2 separate regions of the Mus musculus genome follow, and region 2 is linked to region 1. The links are chromatin contacts, called in public promoter capture Hi-C maps. All regions are on one chromosome and are shown on one strand. The core of a region is the stretch at or near the end of the contact, and the rest is flanking DNA. Distances in the headings are between cores, read along the strand shown. Region 1 holds the start of B9d1os (a long non-coding RNA gene). Region 2 holds the start of Prpsap2 (phosphoribosyl pyrophosphate synthetase-associated protein 2).

Region 1 (4,481 bases), core at 1,978-4,477:
ACATGAGCTGTTCCTTTGAGAACTGTTGCAGTAAGTCTCAGATCAGTCACTCACGGGCTCTTGTCACACTGTGTGCTCTTCTCTGTTGGGTATGTGCTTAGAAAGACTCAGGCAGGCAGGTACAGTACTACAGTACACTCAGTGTTCTCTGAACTGCCTTGAGACTACAGGCTTGCTAACCTTGGCAGATCAACCTTAGCCTGCCCTGGTTGATCTCCATTGTTCTGCTTGCTTTGCAAGGACGCAGATTAGAAACCGAGGGGCTATAGGGGAAAGCTTCACCCAGAACACGAGCAGAAGGCTCAGAAGTGGGCCCTGAGCAACTAGTACAGGATGAGCCGATACTGGAGCTGACTGGAGCACTACAATGGGAAGCTGGACAACTTGGGGTCAGGCCACGTGGCTGCAGCATTGCAGGCTCCATGTGCAAACTGCACTTAACAAAAAAGGCAGATGTTGAGTGCATCAAAAGCTGGGGCACAAACTCAGACACTGGCAGGGCAGCCTAAAGAAGGAGAGTGGTGGCAGATGCGGCAGAAGATCTCCCCCTTCCAGCATGGCCCACAGACTCACAGCCATAGGGGTTGGTACTTTTAAAGGTCACATCGATGGGGAAGTTCCACACCAGTGCTTGCCGTACATCTTGGCTCTTAGATGCTATCTGTGAGATCCCCTCCTCCAGACCCTGAATAGACATAGATATAGAGATAGCTGGTTTGAGTTCCAGGAACCCATGACCTTTCTGTCTAAGTAGGCAAGTTGGGGAGGTCACTTAAGTTCTATGTTGCTTCTTTCCACTCTCCCTTTAAATATTTATCCACAATGCCTTGGTCTAGATTCTTCCCTCCCAGTTAGTCATACACTCTAGCTCCTGATCCACTCCCTCTTCATTCCACCCATCTTTGGCTAACAGACCAGAATGTATCCAACTTAGTGTCTCCTTAACAAGAACAGATGTCTCTACAAGATGGGGGCTTCTGTCAGACATTGGTCACTCCCAGAGGACTCAAATAGTCATGAAGTTACAGATGGTTGTGAGCCACAATGTGGGTGCTGAGAATCAAACTGGGGCCCTCTGCAAAAGTACCCATTCTAACTGTTCAGTCATTTCTCCAGCCCCAAAGGCAGCTTACAACATCCTATAATTACAGCTCTAGGGGATCTGACCTGTGGCCTCAATAGCCACTTGCATTCATACCCATACACAGATATATACACACACATAATTTAAAATGGAATTAATCTCTAATATATATTGAAAGCATTAGAAAAACCAAAAAATATTAACATGTCCGTGATACAAATGAAGAAACTTGGGCTCAAAGAAGTCGGGCTTTAATTTTATTTTTTCCATTTGTTTGGTATTATATATGTAGCCCAGCTTGACCTTGAATTCCTAGAGATGCTCCTGCCTCAGCCTTCTGTGCTGGATTACAGGCATATGCTATCCTGTTTGGCTTCCACTTTTTAAACTATTGTATAGTATCATAGTGGTCTGCACTGCAGCCGCTTCCTGTGGTAAAAAGACTCCTTAAAACCTTAAGAAGAGATCCTTCATTTTGTCCTGGCTCCTGGTTGTTTTCTGCTGCCTGAGAAGGGGCCATGTTTTGTTTTCAGGTGGGGGTATTGGCTGATGCTGTCCAAAGCCACTGGCAGGTGGTTCTCCAGAGCCTGCCTGGTTAGGCTGCTACTTGTCCCTCTCAGCTGCCACTAACAGACTCCAGGGGTACACCAGCGAACCCAGTAGTGACTGTATTCTATAAACTAGCTTTCCCCCAAAAACAAATGCAATGTTTAGGTCATCTCTGACCTTAGTGTCTACCTCTTGGTCTCGAATAGAAGGGTATGATTCAGGAATCACCAAAGCTCTAACCAGAGGAGGCCCATGAGTCCAACTTACCGCTGTTGGGGCCCAGTCCTGGCCATACACAAAGCAGTACTTGCAGTAGAGGTCATCATACTCTGGAAACTGAGAGAAAAAGTATACAGGATTCTGTCTAGAAAGGGCAAACTGGGCCCACACATTAGCTAGGCAGATGCAGTGGACAGGAATTAGGAACACGAGGCATCTGGGACTGAGGAGGTGGACATGGGTTTCAGGGCGGGCAGGGAATGGAAATCAGGAAGTCAGGCTTAGTCCCAGACTGCCAATACCCGTAGGTTATTTTGCTCAGGGTCTACTTTCTGTCTTGTCTTTCTCAGTCCACATGTGGTAGGCCCCTTGCCCATCTTTCAGAGTTCCCCTTCAGTCTCTAGCTGGCTTAAGGATCATTGCTTGGCTCCCTTCACTTCTCTGCATTTCTGCATGTGGGTACCTAATGTCTATCTGATAACCCTGTTAGACTGAAGAAGGAACAGGTTTCATGCCTCAGCGCATCTCCAGTGCTGGGCACAAATTAGCTCTACAGAAATGATGCTCACGTGAAACCCAGAAGCTACAGGGCCAAAGAACATGGCTAAAACTGAGGGTCCCGGAGAAAGGAAGGCCCAGGGCAGACGCCAAGGAAGGTGTCCAGAGTAAGCAGCCCAGACATCCTCTAATCGGATAGAGGAAAACAGGGAGGACGCAGTACCAATGAATGGGAAGGCAGGAACACCTACTGAGCTTCAGACTTGGCAGAACCTAAAGCATGTCAGCCAAACCTCAGAATATGTAGGAATAATGGGCATTTTCAACAAGCAGCCCAGAAGAATAATGTAGCAAAGTTCTGTCTCTTAGACGGACCGGGTCAAATCCCACCTTGGCCACTGCCTTCCGGTAAGTTCCCAGCTGTTAAATGGATCAGCTGAGTCTTCAGTCCCATTAGTCCTAGGCCACCACTCAACCAAGTAAACAGGATCCAAGTGGTACCAGCTGAACGCCTCGAGGTCTGTTTTCACTCAAGCTTGTCCGGTTCATCTACCTGGAGCCAAGGTTCTCAAATGCTGCTTCTCCTTTCCATTTATTTGAGATGCTCAGAGCATCTTGGCTTTCTAGGAGCTGAGCGAAGAGCCCGGGGAGAGAAACAGGCCGTCCCCGGGCGGAGTCCACGACTGCTTACCTGTGCGCTCTCTACCTGCCCGGTGATCATGAGCAGGAAGACGCTGGGACTTGCTGCAGCCATTGCACTGATGGGCCGGGAGACCGGCGCAGGCCGCGCGCTGTTGCCAGGAGGCTCTCGGTTGTCTTGGAAACAGACGGTAAGTCGTCTAGGACAAATTTCTCAAGCGGTGACGAGTTCGCTCAAAGGTAAGAGTGCGCAGGCGCAGTAGTCTTTATGGCTTTGGGCACTGTCCTCCGTGTCTGTCGCGCGGAACCTAACCCCCAGGGGCGGGTCCACGGACCCGCACTGTGTGACTTCACTCGTCTGGCCATGCTTGAAGCTCGCAGGCTGCAAAGCTGGATGTTGAGAAGAAGCAGCACCGGCACTCAGGCCCGCGGAAAGTCACGTGCTAGAGTTACCTCTCTCCAGGTGGTGTCGCTGTTGCCACACACAGCGACGGCAAAGACGCCATCGTTGGAAGGCTTGGTGCGCGGGAGTGGTCCAGCGGGCATCACCCAGCACATTGTCTCAGGTGAAGAATGCGCCCTTCAGCCCTATGAGGCTCTTGTCATCGAAACCCGGAGACTCCATTTGTCCAAGTCCCGCGTCCTGCATGAGAAGCTGGAGCCCACGGAACCAGTCACCCAATTTTGGAAAATCACTGGTAGCTCAGGGATGTCAGAGCTTGGTCCCAAGCCACCAGCATCCTTTTCGGTAGACACCATTGTTAGTGCTTGGATTCAACTGCACTTACTCTATCACTGTCCAATTCAAGGTGGCTTAATGCGAGCTTCTTGCCTTTAGATCCCCAGCTCGACTCTAGGGGCATTGAATGCCTGGTCCTCATTGCCCGGCCAGTGCAAAATATTTGGGAACTACTTCTTTAATAAATAAAATTGAACACATCTCAGTTTTCTGGAGGGCGTGACTGAAATCCAGACCTGGAAGGTAATTTAGCCATATTCGTTACAGGAATTTAGCTGCAGAATCAGACTTCACTTTCAGAGCTTATAAGGAAACATCAAAGAGCACATTAATGATGAGGGAGCCTGGAAACAAACGGATGCAGATGTGTATACTTTAGGGAGCTCAGCCTGCAGTAATGACACCAGGTCACGCTAACTGTTAGCTTGGAAGTCAGTTGGCGGGATTCCCAAAGCCACCTATGGGGAAGAGGAAAGGCATGTGGTCACAGCGTTCTAGGTGGGCCGAGGTGCAAGCATGTAAGAAATTCTTTTAGCTTAGAGCCAAGAGTCATACAAGCAGAGGCTCTAGGCCCCTCTCTCCTAGCCGGTGGCTGCCACTTGCTGTTCTTTACTGAAAGCGTTGGAAAGATACAGGCTACTGAAAGGAAGCCTTCTCAATCCCCAAATTACTCATTAGATAAGGCTTTTCTGTCCTAAACCAACAGGATGAGACATTTAGGAAGAGGTCTGTGCTGGCTAGTTTTTTTGTCAA
Region 2 (4,246 bases), core at 660-3,159, 260 kb before region 1:
GAGTCAGAGAGATGGGTACACTAGAAAGGTAGGAACACTAAGAGAAGTGGATGTATCAGAGAGGCGGGCCCAGCGAGATGGGGGAGGCTTCTCGTAGCTAACCACTCTTCCCACCAATCCAAAAGCTAAGATTGCCATCAAGTAAGTTAATAGATTCAAAAGGCTTATTTCTATTAGTCACAAGATGTTGGCTCCGACACAGAGGTGGACAAGAAATGGCTGTTCAAGCCAGGCGGTGGTGGCGCACGCCTTTAATCCCAGCACTTAGGAGGCAGAGGCAGGCGAATTTCTGAGTTCGAGGCCAGCCTGGTCTACAGAGTGAGTTTCAGGACAGTCAGGGCTATACAGAGAAACCCTGTCTTGAAAAACCAAAAAAAAAAAAAAAAAAAAAAGAAATGGCTGTTCCAGAGGGCCAAAATTAATCCAAGAAAAGGTAAACTAGCCTCTGAACCTGCAACATCCCAATCTCCCCCACAGTACTGAAATTGTCATCAGTCAGCCAGACACAGCTTCTTTTCAGTTTTCGTGCATACTTCCCATGAATTCTAGCTACCCACAAGCCCTCCTATGAATTCTAACCATCCTCAGCCTTCTGATAATTAATTCTAGCCACCTGTGCATCCTCCCATAAATGTCTGCTTGTCTCACTTGTGAACTGGAAGTGCAGTGGATGAGAGCCTTTAAGTATACACATGGAGCAAGGCACTGCAGGTGGTGCCTATCTATTGCTTTGTCACTGGCATCTGAGTACCCACAGCAATTAAATAGAGATAAGTCTTACCCCATTTCTGAAAGTTACTGTTAATATATATTAATATAAAATATAGATAATAATAAATAATGCCTTGATACCTGGCATGCACTATATGTTTGTTATGTTATAAATAGGGATCACTGGGGGCTGGTGAGATGGCTCAGTGGGTAAGAGCACCCGACTGCTCTTCCAAAGGTCCAGAGTTCAAATCCCAGCAACCACATGGTGGCTCATAACCATCTGTAATGAGATCTGACTCCCTCTTCTGGAGTGTCTGAAGACAGCTACAGTGTATTTACTGTATAATAAATAAATAAATATTTAAAAAAAAAAGAAAGAGAGGAAGGGCCAAGTAGCCCCTTAAAAAATAGGGATCACCATATTTCAAGGTATAAAGAATTCAGCAATGATATATCAACAGCAACCAATTTGCTAGGAATGATGGCCACCCTTTTAATCCTAACACTCAGGAGGCAGAGACAGATGGATCTCTGTGAGTTCCAGGTCACCCAGAGCTACAATTTTTTAAAAAACTAACTTTTAGAATGTTTAATTATTTGTATATGTTTATGTTTATATGAGTGCAGGTGGCTGAGGAGGCCAGAGACATCAGGGAGACTTGGAGCTAGAATTACAGGCAGTTGTGAACTGCCTGACATTGGTTCTGGGAACCAAACTCAGCTTCTCTGGAAAAGCAGTATATACTCTTAACCACTGAAAAGAAGGAAGGGACAACAAAGCGAATAATTATGAATGATAACTGCTCATCGACTGTATGCTAAGAACCATGCCAAGAGGTTCGCAGATTTCTCACTCACTCCTCCCAACCCCAGGAGATGGGGGTACTGCTGTCATCTCTTTTTCAGAAGAACTCAGGTCAAAGAGGTGACTTGCTCAGTCTTGCAGGACAGTAAAGACTTGAACCCAGTCAGAACCTATGAATTTTAACCACACTTCCAACCACGCCCACTCTAATTCTCCCCCACTTTCCTCGAGTCTGACCACGCCCACACAACATCCTCCCGCCCACTCTGGCGGCCACGCCCACAGCATCAAATGCATTGCCTTCTACCCCACTTTCTGCCCCGCCCCTCTTCCTCCAGACCACGCCCCTCGACGGCCTCGCCCACTCTAGTCAGTTGCCCTCAGGCCCCGCCCCTGGCCTCGCAGTCTCGAAAGACTTTCTCGCGCTTAGAGTCGCCATTTTGCTGTAAGACGCCGTGCGGAGCTCTGTGCTCTCTTCCTTCGGCAGCCGAGGCTGCGGCGGGCCGGGCTGGGGTCGGGACCAGGTAGGCGGGCGGGAGCCTCGGCGGGCGGACGGCGGGCCCCGCGAGCTCGCGCGGTGCCGGGCGGGAGCCATGGCCCTTGTTGCTCCGGGGCGAGCCCGGGGCCCCGTGTTCGGCTCCACCAGCCTTAGTGGATGATTGGGCTCCAATCAGACGTAGGAGGAGCGGCATAAGATACTCTGCAGAAAAATCTCTTCCTCAATCTGTTACATTATTGATAAGGATTTATTTTTCTTATATCGATATTGGCAGAGTTTGGGTGTTTAGCTTTTGTGAGGGATACGAAAATACTGAACCGAGCTTTGAGGCCTGAGGAAGTGTGAGTTCTAATGTTTTATGTTTTTTTTTTTTCTTTTTTTTTTTTTTTCTTGCGGTTCTGGAGTCGAATGCAAGGTGAAGCAATGCAAGCGGCCTGCCATTGACCCATCTCATGCCCTAGTGCTTAACAATTTAAATGCACAAATAAAAATAAAATAGGTGCGTGCCCCTAAGCCCCACTATAGGAAACCTTTCTTGTCTTTTAACTGCTGTAGTTTGTATCATTATTATCCAATTTTTGCAGAGATATGCACATTATATTCATTAGCTACTCTGTGGTTTAACATAGAACCAGTGTTTCTGTTCTTAAATAATCTTGCAGTTTGTGGGGCTTGATGGCACACCCCTTAATCTCAGAGACTGGTGAAAGGATCTTGAGGGCTCATGGTCCACAGAGCGAGTTCCTGGCAAACAGGGCTACAAAGTTGTTGGGGGTTTTTTGTTTGTTTGTTTGTTTGTTTGTTTTGTTTTGTTTTTAAATTGTACTTTCTATCATTGACAATATAGCTCTATACTTGGGATAAGCTCCAAGAATTGACAACACCAAAACATAGTTCTGTGCTCTTTCTTTGGCATTTAGTATGTATCTTTTTTTCTGATAAGGTATGTTTGCAATAGACATTTCAAAATCTGGGTATTTGATTCTATTGCCTGTAGTTCATCAGGTTGCCAAGTCATGCTCTGTATGACTGAGAGTCGCAACCTATTGTTGTATGCAGGGAACTGTATTGCATATCAGACTGCTACCCCACTCTGTCCTTCAGGGGCCACTGTTATGAGGAAGAGGTTACCTCGTATGACTTCGTTAAAGTCTGGGAAGTAATGTCAAACCTGTTTTCCTATTAAAACTGCTTCCCCAGGTGTGGGGGCTGGAGAACTGGCTGGTTAAGAATACTAGTTGTTCAAGACTGAGTCAGTTCCAGCACCCACCCACGTGACAGCCTACAACCACCTCTAATGCTAGACCCACCCAATCTGACACCCTCTGCTGGTCTCCAAGAGTACCAGGCACACGCGGTGTGCAGAGAAAACACCCATACACATTAAATGAATAAAAGTTACTTCTCCAAATTTAAAATAGTTTTAGATTTATTTCCTGCTTCTCCCAAGTTGTCACAAAAACAAAACAAAAAATCAAAACTCTCAGAACAGCATTAGCCATAAGAAAGCAAAATGCCAGTAACCACAGAATATGGAAGAGTAATGTGGTTTTATCTCTGCCCTGCAGTTTCTCAATTATTTTACTTTATTTTATTTTGGAGACGGAGGTTTCTCTGTGTAACAGCCCTGGCTATCTTGGAACTCTTTGTAGACCAGGCTGGCCTCAAATTCAGAGATTTGCCTACCTCTGCCTCCCAACCTCTGGGATTAAAGGTGTATGCCACCATGGCCAGGCCTCAACTTTTATTTTCTCCTTTTTATCTATTTATTCTTAATTAATTAACTAATTATTTGTATATTTATTGGTTTCTCAAGACAGGGTTTCTCTACGTAAACCTGGCTGTCCTGGAATTTGCTCTGTAGAACTGGCTGGCCTCCAACTTAGAAATCTACCTGCCTCTGCCTCCCAAGTGGTAGGATTAAAGGTGCCGACACCACCTGCCTGTGCTTTTTATTGTGTTGGTGATTAAACCCAGGCCTGCAGCACAAAGCACCTAATTTTCCACTAAAGTACACTTCTAATCCATTTCTGCAAGTCCGGCTTTTTTTCCCATGCTGGGGTTGGAACCCAGGCCCTGTGCATGATGGGCAAATGCTCTACCTACCATTGAAGCAGATTTTCCAGGAGTGAGTTAATGAAAGTAACTCCTGGATCCTCTTTGCTAAGGAATGATTTTCTTTTTTTCTTTTCTTTTTTTTTTTTTTTTTAAGATTTATTATTATATAT

What was found. Promoter capture Hi-C pulls out the DNA fragments that hold promoters and counts their contacts.
Region 2: a promoter capture Hi-C map of second pharyngeal arch cranial neural crest shows a contact between it and region 1. The contact joins the promoter of Prpsap2 here to the promoter of B9d1os in region 1. A contact is called at or near these places in 11 of 39 promoter capture datasets (the C10 cell line, cranial neural crest, frontonasal cranial neural crest and 8 more), 2 of 484 Hi-C or Micro-C datasets (CD4 T cells and embryonic stem cells), 5 of 115 datasets of contacts at active chromatin or transcription factors (CD8 T cells, effector CD8 T cells, extraembryonic endoderm stem cells and 2 more) and 3 of 9 other capture datasets (adipose tissue, liver and pancreatic islet).

What each region holds. Positions count from the first base shown.
Region 1 is chr11:61,503,832-61,508,312 of GRCm38.p6, reverse strand. It overlaps B9d1os (a long non-coding RNA gene), which reads left to right and starts at 3,227. Exons shown (of 1, transcript XR_141098.4): 1 at 3,227-3,928. B9d1 (B9 protein domain 1) reads right to left here and starts at 3,169. Exons shown (of 7, transcript NM_013717.3): 1 at 3,042-3,169; 2 at 1,901-1,969; 3 at 574-685. The coding sequence starts at 3,104.
Region 2 is chr11:61,759,751-61,763,996 of GRCm38.p6, reverse strand. It overlaps Prpsap2 (phosphoribosyl pyrophosphate synthetase-associated protein 2), which reads left to right and starts at 1,909. Exons shown (of 12, transcript NM_144806.2): 1 at 1,909-2,043.